Linked DNA regions of Triticum aestivum: all the other regions are linked to region 2. The links are chromatin contacts, called in public Hi-C maps. All regions are on one chromosome and are shown on one strand. Each heading gives the region's core, a stretch centred on a gene start, on an enhancer-like site or on the middle of the called end of the contact. The rest is flanking DNA. Distances are from core to core; before and after follow the strand shown.

Region 1 (2,700 bases), core at 188-2,687, 300 kb after region 2:
TGCCACACTTTTGGCCACCGTGGCATCCCTGGGCCCGCACCGAGCAGTGCAACGCCTTTGATCTAGGCGTCACACACATAATGTGCAGCGCCTAGTTCTTAGACGCTGCACATGCACTTATTAACTGTCGCGAACATTTGTTTCTGATGCCTAAAAATTGCCAAGTCAGTGTGCAGCGCCTGAGAGTTAGGCGCTACACTATACAGTGTAGCACCTGACGTCTAGGCACTGCACTATGCATAACAAGCAAGAGTCCGGACGATGTCGATTGGTAGGTAGACGGAGTCACACGAGCTCGTACGTACGCCCGTCTCCCTTTGGCCACTCGGTCGGCTGATCGATCGATGGGCACTGACAGCTACGGATCATTGTGCACGAAAGCCTAGACCCAAAAGAAATGAAATGAAATTTGTCTTCCGTCTCTAGCTAGCCTAGCTTTAAGCCCATATAGCTAGTAGATGCGCGTGCATGCGATGCGTGTGTGTACATATATGTACCTAAGTCCTAAATCTGCCAAGAGTTATGTCATCCCTGGGACACGCAAGATCGACCTATGTATGGCGAGCTAGCTAGCTAGCAGTAGCACCAGGCTGACCATGACCAGCATGCATGCAGCTGCAGGATAGTTGAGGAAGCTAGCTAGCCAGGTCCAGGCATGCCCGACTGCACAAGCAGCTAGCGGCAAACTGTCATTGGCACTGTGGCACTACATCTTGTACTTGGTGGTGGCGTGGTGGATGGGAGAGAGCGAGAGGTTTTAAGCTGGCCCTTGCTTGCTTGGTCCGACCTTACATGTACATGCATGGTCCCTCTCCGCTCCGACCTCACAAGCTAGCATCGCGCGCCCATCGCCTTGTTGATTAATTGTGCAGCGCCTAGACGTCAGGCGCTGCACACTGACTTAGTAATTTTCAGGTACTAGAAATAAATGTCCGCGACAGTTAGTAAGTGCATGTGCAGCGTCTGGCTGTTAGGCGCTGCACATTACGTGTGTGGCGCCTAGCTCAAAGGCGCTGCACTGCTTGGTGCGGGGTCCAGGGATGCCATGCTGGCCAGAAGCATGGCGCCTAAGATCTAGGCGCTGCACGGTATAGCGTGGCGCCTAAATGTCGGGCGCCCCATAAAAGGGTTAGCTGGGTAAAAAAAATTTCGGAACAGTTCAATTTGTGAATTGATTTCGTCCTCAGGTCAGAACAGTGATTTCTGCCGCCGGGATAGCCGGGGGGTCGCCTAGGGTGGCACTACGTAGCTTTGGCGCCGTCCCGTCGCTGCCTCGGCCGGGCCGGCGAGCTGACACTGACAGCGGAATCTCTCTCGGACGTCGCGCGGGCGCGCACACATCATCATCGCACACACGCTCTCTCCAGTCTCGACCACATGTACGTAGGTACGAACGAGACGCTGCGTGCCCGCTTTAGTCGTGGTCGAGGATGCGTCAAGGAGAAGCCTCCCTTGCTCCGCCCCCACCAGTGGACCGGCCGCGCCCGGCCACAGATTCGGATCGTCCCTGTCCCTCGCCCCGAATCCCCATCATATCCGGCCACCGCCCGCCCGTCCGCCCGGCGATAACGGGGTCGACGTCAGGCGTGTGGCCGCCAGCCAGCCAGCATCATCTCTGTATCATCGTCACACTTATCATGCATGCACGCGCCTTTAATCAGTCGGTCTCTCTGCGCCCCTTTTTCCATGGGGGCGTCGTCGATCGATGGACCAGCCTGTGGCCGGCCTCGTCGTCGGTCGGTGCGCCGCCACGTACGTGCGCTGGCTGCCTGCGTCGTCGCGGGTCAATCAGGTGCTCGTGCCGGGCACGAAACGGGCGACAGCAACGTGCGCGGCGCGCCTACGTACGTGCATATATGGTATGGTAGGCGCGTCATCAGGTCGAGCTATAGCTAGAGCGCGCGCCGCCGCACGCGAGACGTGCCGTTTCCCACCACGCCACGCCGTGCCCCGCTCGCGATTGTTCGGGTCGGTGTCGCACGTCGTTGCCGTGCCGTTGCGCGCGCGACGGCGCCCGCCATCCACAGTGGGTTGGTGCTGGGTGGTGGCGCTGCCGCCTACGTTGCACCTGGAATCTTTGGGCAATGCGAGCGCGTCCCGGTCGCACACCACACCGTGGTTACCATCATCGGCTTGGTACAATATTGCTAAATCTCAGTCTCAGTCGACTAAGAGTATCTACAGCCGCACGCCTCAGACGCACGGATGGACGACGGCTCATTCGGTGACCCGTAAAAAAAAAATCCGACCTAGATGGGCGTCTCAAACACCCGGACTGGCTACCCCTCATATCTAACCCAAATATGAGGCGAATATAAGAGGCCTGGGTGCGCACGGGCACCTCCGCCACGTCGGGCCTGCCAGGTCTACCCCACCATAAATTGCACCAAATTCACCAAATACTTTCCCCTCCTGCCGCCTCCCTCCTACCTTTTCTGCGTCCGAGCCCTCGCCGTCCACCACCCTTGCTCTCCCATCCTCACCGTCGGCCCCGATGAGGGAGAACAAGAAAGAGGTGAGGTACAAGCTCATGATGGATGTGCAAAAGAAGAGGATGGATTGGGATTGGAGGCCGGAGAAGAAACTGGAAATTGAGAGGCGGAAGATCGGGCTGGAGAAGCAAGAGGCGATGATCAAATGGGAGCTCGAGAAGGCCAGGACATTTGGAAAAATTGAGCTTGAGAAGGAGAGGCTGCAAAT
Region 2 (2,700 bases), core at 77-2,576:
GACCCTCTTGATGGAGGTAAAACCCTACGTCCTGCTCTTGTTTATATCAAGGGAGATGTATCAAATACATAGTTGATCTACCTTGAGATCGTGATGTGTGGTCTAATTCTAGGACTAGGTGAATGATTTTGCGTTGATATCCCATCTATGGGCTAAACCATATGGCTTATATACACGCCAGGGAGGGTATTTAGGGTTAGAAGGTCGGTAGCTATGAGCTAGGCGGCGGCAGAGATCCTGGAGTATACGTCAAGTCTTCGGGGAGGTAGTCTTGAACAAGCCTCCTACGTACGATTTTCCGGTGTCCATCTTGATCACGAATGGTGGCTTGCCGGCCCAACTCGAGGAGAACGGGTCGGCTGAGTTAGTCTCCCCTTATCCAGGACACCGTCACAATGGGTACAGGTACCCGCGTGCCTTGCCTCCAGCAACTCCGAGGTTGGACGCCGACGCACCCTCGTCGTGGGAATTGTTGGAACATGAGCCGTCGCCGTGGGTGGGAAGAGTGGAGCAGGGGAGAGAGGAGAACTCGGAGTAGGAAGTGGGATGACGCCGCCCGAGAAAATGGTTTGCTCCCGCCTCAACTCCAAGCGAATGGACCGCGACCAGTGACGTGGCGAGGAGGCTTGCTTTAGGATTCGTGTGGCTAATCAGGCGGCTATGGAGATGCTCCTGCCGAACCCCTAATAAAAATCTGAGCCTTTTTTGTAAGTTTTTTTGGGGCTAGTGGATAGATTTAAGTTTTAGGAAGGGTCACTTGGTACAAACAATACATCGCCGGAGAAGAAGCCGGAAGCTTCTCGAGTCTGCTTCGTGGGAGGTTCACTTTTCTCAGATCTGAAACTGAACCATCACATCCACGTACACAAACAGATATTTCGGGCCGGTCTGAAGTTCTGAACCGTCCGATGACGATCCAACGTCTCCGGGGCGCGCAGAATAGTCCGGCCTAGATCGTGACACCCACCGCCGACCGAAGACGCTTTCCCACTAGAGACACACACGGGTTCCCAACGGACACGCCCCCCTGCCCTCCGGCGACACGCGAGAATCTGCAAAACAATCCAACGACTCCCCCACTTCCACCCCGTGACACCGCAGCACGGCCCCACACAAAACCTTCAAAACCGCAGGGCCCATCCGCAGCGACAGAGGCTACGAAACCATCTCGTCCGAGGGTCAGAGTCCAAGTAGCACCGCATTTATCGCGCTGAACTCTGCCAGCTGGGTCCCACGGGAGAGTTCCTGGGCTGTGTATGGGCCACGCCTCCGCCGGTTCAGACAGCCGCTCCTCCCCCGCCACTGTATAAATAGCGGCCCCGCTCCTCGCTGCCTCCTCCTCTCCCGAGTCCGCAGCAGCCGCCGCCAGCAGCTGCGCAAAGGCTCCTCAAACCCTAACCCTAGTCCTAGCTTAGCTTCCTTCTTCTCGATCTAGCTAGAGCCATGGCGCCGACCAAGGGCGAGGGGCCGGCCATCGGCATCGACCTCGGCACCACCTACTCGTGCGTCGGCGTGTGGCAGCACGACCGCGTCGAGATCATCGCCAACGACCAGGGCAACCGCACCACGCCCTCGTACGTCGCCTTCACCGACTCGGAGCGTCTCATCGGCGATGCCGCCAAGAACCAGGTCGCCATGAACCCCATCAACACCGTCTTCGGTGAGCACACCCCCTCCCTCTCTTTCCCTCCCACCAGATCTGTTTTTTCTCTGTATGTGTGGTCGCTGCTAGATGCGCGCGTCGTTGACCCGTCGCTTGGAGCAGCGAAATATGTCGAGGTTTTAGCCGTTGACCCGTCGCTTGGTGCGAGCTCTTCTGCTTCGGCAGATCTGCCGAGTATGTGTGAGCAGTTACGATGAGGTTTCGGTCGTATTCCTGCTAGATTTGGTACGCTGGAGGCGGGCCATGGTCTGTTCATAGTGTTTTTTTGTGGGTATAGGCTGCATCTTTTGGCCTTTAGGTGACTGCTCAGATCTGTGATGTGTCTGCCATGTATAATTGTATATGTCTGCTAGCTTTCTTGGATCTACTTTTGGAGCTTGTGCCCAGCTGTTCCTCTTATTGTGGTTGTTTCATGGTCCTCAGCTGTGCTCTATTTAGATGCATATAGCTGCATGATCCTTACTTCTAACTTTTGTTATATATTGTGGACTAAATATCCTCTACTAAGAACTTTTTTGATGGAACTAAATATCTACAGAACTGCTGTACACTAAAGTGTGTGCTAGCAGTTTTTAACTACGGTAGTTGTCATCATTTCATTGCCAACTGTTCTCATCATAATGTTAATTAATGAGCATACTATTTTGTGCTATGTTTTCATTTCAAAATTGCACAAAGAGCATGTCTGCTAGCTTTCTGGGATCTACTTTCGAATCTTGGATCAAGTTGTTCCTTTAATTATGATTTTCCATGGTCCTCAGCTGTGGTCCATTTAGATCCTTATATAGCTGTTGGATCATTATTTTGGCTTGATACTATATATTTGTTGTCATACATGAATTATTAGACAAATCACACTTAAATTGTTATCTTATGGCTGGCAAATAAATTGATTATGTCTATTCCTTCTCTTAATTGTTAGTGAAATTTGGACGGAACCAATTACCTGTAGTTCTACACTTCAGTGCATGCCAGCAGTTTTGTACCATAGTAATTTTCATGTTTACTCTGTTAGAGTCAACGAGGATGGCATAATA
Region 3 (2,700 bases), core at 35-2,534, 350 kb before region 2:
AAATGGAGGATATCCAAGAACTTGCAGTGCTTGAATAGAATTCCATACAAAAGGACATTTTGCTTTAGAAATCCTCCTCACTACCTCAAGAGCAATAACCTTTACCAAAAACGACGCCACATGACCTGTTGACTCCCTGCTCAAGGTCAATTGTTTTGGCACAATATGCTTTATTGTCTTTGGTGAAATGGCCTTTGCTGGAGAAGCAACCAATGTACCCTGGTATTTCTTTTCACCATCTGGTTTGCTTGAAGACTGGAAGTTTTTAGTAAAATTGGCCATTCCTACAAAGCACGAGCAGAATCAGATCACGAGCCCTGCCATCTGCCTCTAGCACTACCATCAGCTCAACCAGCAATTGCAAAGCAGGTGTCTCTAACAAAGTAACAAGAAGGAAATGGAACTAACAGGAAAACAAATCCGCATACGGTTATCGGAGCAAATTTATGACGACGTGAGATATAAGAAAAGTAAACAATCAGACCATGCATTAAGAATTAAACTGCAAAACATGACAGTCCTTATCTTTTGATGTTTAACTCCTGTCAGTTTTCTAACTGTTCAATAGTATTTCCATGCTGCAGACAGAAAAGCTTTCAACAATTACAAATAATGTGTCTCTAGCAACCAGGAAATGGACCAGGGGAGAGGAGATATGCGTACAGTTATGGCCAGAAAAAATCATGTCAGCTTGTGGTATTAGAAAAGTAATCAGAACATGTCTGAAGAATTAAACTGGAAAACAGGATAATCCTTACTGAGTATTCCCAGCTATGGCACCAAATTAAAAACATACGTACTATCTGATGTGGAAGAGCTCCCATAGGTTTGTAAATAACTTTCCGTACAACAAACAGAAAACATTTCTGCACTATTGCAAGTTAGAACCCAGGAACTCTCGGAATTTCTTAGTTGAAAAGTATCTAAGTACACACACTCCAGCTATCAATTTCCCCACGACTTGCGACGAGACTATCCAAGGTCAACTAACTGTGCGTCAACGTTACTAGGGCCACTAGAACAGAACCAAATTCAGCAGAATCTCCCACTAATCGGCAGAACCCAGTAGCGGACCCAAAGTGGACCGTGTACAGTTTAATCCGTCTGAAATTTTGGGGGAAACGAGCTGCCACTAACACAACCAAATCAGACCCCCGACTGATCGACGGGGCGAAATGCGGTATCGAGGAGAGCAATCAAACACGAGGCTCTCGGAAACCCGAGGGAGCTGCGTCAGGGCTTCCATTCCATACCAGCGAGGAGATCGGCGGCCAAGGCGGATCGCCTGTGCGGTGGAGAGTGGACGGGAGGGGAGGCGTCGCGGGTTCGGTGGGCGGAGAGGGAGGAGGTGTGGACGGCCCTTCTCCGGCGCTGGCGAGGGGAGGGAGGGCGGCGGATTCGGCGGGCGGGGCGGCGGACTCGTGAGCCGGGACCGGGACTGGGTGGGAGGGATCTCCAGCTGCGGGTGCGGCGCGTTCCCCAACGGGGACAGGACAGTTTTTTTTAGGAGAGGGCCCCATTTTGGTTCTTCTAGAGAAACGGTGGTGCCGGGAGAAAGGGCCCCATTTTGGTTCGACTTGCAAAACGAAGTTCCATTTTGTTTCACTTGCAAAACGCAGTTGTAGGAATGAAAGTAGATGTCGTGGTCATATTTATTGAATCACATAGTAATTGGAAGTAGATGGCGTCTGGTGGTTGCATAACGCATTCATTTGAAACCACCTTGTTGAAACCTAGCTGTTTCTAGGTAGCCCTAGACGGCATTGAGGCGCACCCATCAACCACTGGCCTGTGGCGACAGTGGGGCATTCTGTTTGATGGCTGGGGGTACGATGGCCTCATGGGCCAAATTCGGCGAAGATCGATTGAGCTTGATACGCATTACGGTCGAAGAACTGTGCCGAGGTTCACCAACCATATGTGGGCACGAAGAGAAGCGGAAGCCATAACAAAAGACCAGTGACATGCACTATGTGCACGACTCGTGGTGTTGCGCAGTGTGCAAAGAGTGTGGCGGTGACTGTCGGTTGTTGTTGATGCTCGAATATGAGGGATGGGGAGGTGTTATGTTGAAGGCTCAAACTGTCTTCATGGTGACGATGCACGGGGTGTTGCATACTTCCTAAAGTCATCATCACAACGCTTCATCGCCCTCCTAACTTCGGATGTGCTCCAGTCAGGTTTCTTCATGCTAAGGGCTCTTTTGATGCTAACCCCGTACCCATAACTGCTCAAGATAGAGGGTGTGCGTCCGAGCGTAAGCTCGGCTATGATGTAGCCCATGGGCGTTGCTTCCCTTTCTGAAGGCGTCACAAATCAACTCATATCCCCTATCATTGGTTGCACTCCTTGAGGGTGTTGATGGGTGTTTGGCAACAACACACATGAAACCACAAATTTTTCATTTTTGTACCCCTTGCGAGAGTCATATGGCCTTTGACATGAGCCCTTTATTTACGGCACATGTTTGACTTTGTTGGATGGTGATGGTCATCTATAATGTGGTGTTCCTATGCGGACCTCGTGGTGAAGTTCACGCTTTTGGTGAAATCTTGGTTTCGCAAAGCCCTTCAATGGTGTTGGCAGGACACCTTGAAGTGATGGCACGAGTCTAGCCAGTGAGGGATGTGTATGCAATGTTGTTTGAGTGGGGTACAACCCTTCGGCAATGCTGACAACATTACGTTACCTACATCTACT
Region 4 (2,700 bases), core at 163-2,662, 370 kb before region 2:
TGGGCGTGAAGATGGTGGAGCGCGAATCGACGGAAGTAAAACTCCGGCACACCCCTACCTGACGCGCCAAATGTCGAATCTCGGATTCCGGCAAAAACCCTTAAGATCCGAACACTGGGGTGCACACGAAGATCTCCCCCTACCAACCTATGCCATCAACCTCGCCACGATCTCAAAGGCAAGCTCAACGAACTCGCACACAAGGGACACAAGATTTATACTGGTTCGGGCCACCATTGTGGTGTAATCCCCTACTCTAGTGTGGTGTGGTGGATTGCCTCTCGGGCTGAGGATGAATAGTACAGGGGGAAGAACAGCCTCATGAGGTGAGGTGTTCTTGTGCTTGGTGGGTGTGAGGACGGGTTGGATCTATCCAAGATGAGATGGCTGAGGCTCAGTTGCCTCCTACTGTGGTGGCTAATCCTATTTATAGAGGCTCTGATCCTCTCCCCAAATATTGAGCGGGAAGGGATGCCAAAACGATAAATTTGAAAGGGGACAGCTAGTACAAGTTATCCTGACAAAAGCAGTCTTCGTCTGCCAAAGGCTCTGGTGGTGGCACCGCCTTGGGCTTCATGGTGACCTCCGTCTTGCCGTCCTGCTGGTCTTGATCTCGTTGTACCATTATGAAAACCTTTGCTTGACGCCTCGGTACTCCTCGTCTGCGCTTGCATCCTTAGCATCAAAGAGGAAACAAGGATACTGTGCGCGCTGGCGCCCGTCTGGTCTCGATCGTCATGGCTCACGTTATTGGAGTCTCGCGGGGTTTGCCTTGCCTTGACCTCTCTGCCCCTCGCGGGCCAGTCTGGCGAGGCCGCTTCCGAGGAGGTCTTGTGTCGTCCGCCTCGCGAGGTTTGGCCCCTCGCGAGGGTTTTGAATGCTTGTTGGTGAAGATGGGCCGTACGGGCCCGTTTGCAGAGCCACGTCGTGGGCCGCAGGCAGGCAAGTCTGGGGACTCCCGTTCCCAGAACGCCGACAAAAAGTGGTGTCAAGAGGGTGATGTTTTATTGTCAGCAAAATTTCAAGTCGAAACACATTAAGAAATATGAGCTATGAAGAAAAAACAAATTCACATCCACAGATGATCTAGCAACGACTACAAGCAAAACTTGTTGTAGTAGACAGTCAGAAAGTCGTCGTGCTAAGGCACCGTAGAACAACAACCGTCGCCAATAAAGAATAGCGTAGGTTGGAAAGATCCAACCTGAAAACACATAAACGCAGACGAATTACAATCAGATCCGAGCAAATTCACCAAGGACAGATCCACGTAGACACACCTTCACACGTATACCGATGATGCTAGACACACCATCGGGACGGGGGTAAGGCAAATGTGTCTCTTTTTGGCAGCAGTAGTACGTTTTTACCCAGGCGGCCAGACGACAGTCGCAGCGCGCAAGAAGCGGTGATTTGTCACGCCGCGGGGTAGGGAGCAATCCCGCCCGCCCATCTCGCCATCCGGCGGCCACGGAGGTGCGCAGGGCAGGCGGCCGCAAAAAAGGCCGACCACGAGCGCACCACATACGGAGCCCGAGGCGACGCCCCGACGACTCCACCCATCAAAAGGGGGGCCGGGCGAGGCGAGCGAGCAGCAACTCCAAGCTACGCAGCACACAACTCTCTCCACCCCCAGCAATCCATCCACCCCCACCCCCCTTTCCCCTCCCCTCCCGAGCTCGGCAATGGTAAGTCCCCCTCCCCACGCCGCGCCTGCGGCCTCCGCGCGCCGATCTCGCCGCCTGTCCGCAGATCGGCGCTCGCTCGCTCTCCCCCTCCTAGTCCAATTTTCCTCTGCACGCGGGGTGGATACGTGCGTGGGTCCTCGATCTCGCCGCTGGTAGGCAAGTGCTTGACGGGATGCCCGGATCGGACGAACCCGAGGCCTCCCCTTGCTTTACCTCTTTTTCTGCGTCGCCAGCGGTCGGATCGTGGGAAACCCATCTGCTCTCCTCGCGAATCTCTTGGGTGAAACGCGTGTTTTGGTCGGTAGCACGAGATTTGGCTGGGGAGGGGTTGACTGGCCGCTCGGATCCCTAGTTTTAGGAACTTGTAATCGGTAGATCCAGGCTATACTCAGCTGATCTGTGTTGTCAACATGCATCTGCCTGTTAGCTAGCAACCCTTGCCGACCATGCCGTGCATCTGTGGGTAGCGCTGGCGCCGAGCCACCAAAGTATGATTTACAACCTATTGAGCGCCAGTTTTGTCTCCAAGAGATCGCTAATCCATGTTCCAGGCTAGTTGGTGGAGAAGGATAGAGAGAGATCTGGTAGTGTGTGTTAAGTTGATGGATAAGTCTGATTTAGGTGGTTGCAATTGAAAACTGTCTGCCATGCCGTGCAGAAGATTAACAAAATTTAGGATACGTAGCTCCTGATTTCAACTTTTGTTGGACTGTGACACCTTGATCCTTTTGCCATTTCATTTCCTGGTTCATGACATTGTAGTAAAATTTGGCTTCGAGCACCAATGGGGTAGTGCTCTCTTCCACTTATGTAGTAAAAGATATATAAGACTATCCGCAAAGGGGTTCCTTGAGTTGTATGTTTACTAAAGAGTCTATGATGTTGTTCAAGCAGAATTGAGGTTGCATTATCTGTGTAACTATGATATCCATCGTAACTTTGTTTATGCGCCCAGGCAAACGCTTCGTCAGGAGCTGGGATCCATGATGACTGCAAGCTGAGGTTCGTGGAG

The links. A called contact is a pair of places that touch in the nucleus more often than the background predicts.
Region 1: a contact with region 2 is called in a Hi-C map of leaf, with 3 times the contacts expected there. The contact joins the enhancer-like site here to the promoter of LOC542817 in region 2. A contact is called at or near these places in 1 of 5 Hi-C or Micro-C datasets (leaf) and 1 of 1 datasets of contacts at active chromatin or transcription factors (leaf).
Region 3: a Hi-C map of leaf shows a contact between it and region 2, with 3 times the contacts expected there. The contact joins the promoter of LOC123105667 here to the promoter of LOC542817 in region 2. A contact is called at or near these places in 3 of 5 Hi-C or Micro-C datasets (all in leaf) and 1 of 1 datasets of contacts at active chromatin or transcription factors (leaf).
Region 4: a contact with region 2 is called in a Hi-C map of leaf, with 5 times the contacts expected there. The contact joins the promoter of LOC123105663 here to the promoter of LOC542817 in region 2. A contact is called at or near these places in 2 of 5 Hi-C or Micro-C datasets (both in leaf).

What each region holds. Positions count from the first base shown.
Region 1 is chr5A:654,332,289-654,334,988 of IWGSC CS RefSeq v2.1, forward strand. No RefSeq gene overlaps it. Among protein-coding and RNA genes, the nearest start is that of LOC123105668, 14 kb to the left of the region's middle. Within about 2 kb of position 1,438, at least 3 of the 8 cell types and tissues checked have an H3K27ac peak or open chromatin away from gene starts, as enhancers often do. A contact at or near this core is called in leaf, where this site is marked.
Region 2 is chr5A:654,030,443-654,033,142 of IWGSC CS RefSeq v2.1, forward strand. LOC542817 (heat shock cognate 70 kDa protein 2) reads left to right here and starts at 1,327. Exons shown (of 2, transcript XM_044527774.1): 1 at 1,327-1,660. The coding sequence starts at 1,444.
Region 3 is chr5A:653,676,149-653,678,848 of IWGSC CS RefSeq v2.1, forward strand. It overlaps LOC123105667 (SEC14-like protein 1), which reads right to left and starts at 1,285. Exons shown (of 7, transcript XM_044527773.1): 1 at 1,254-1,285; 2 at 1-284. The coding sequence starts at 282.
Region 4 is chr5A:653,656,060-653,658,759 of IWGSC CS RefSeq v2.1, forward strand. LOC123105663 (actin-depolymerizing factor 4) reads left to right here and starts at 1,413. Exons shown (of 3, transcript XM_044527771.1): 1 at 1,413-1,688; 2 at 2,644-2,700. The coding sequence starts at 1,686.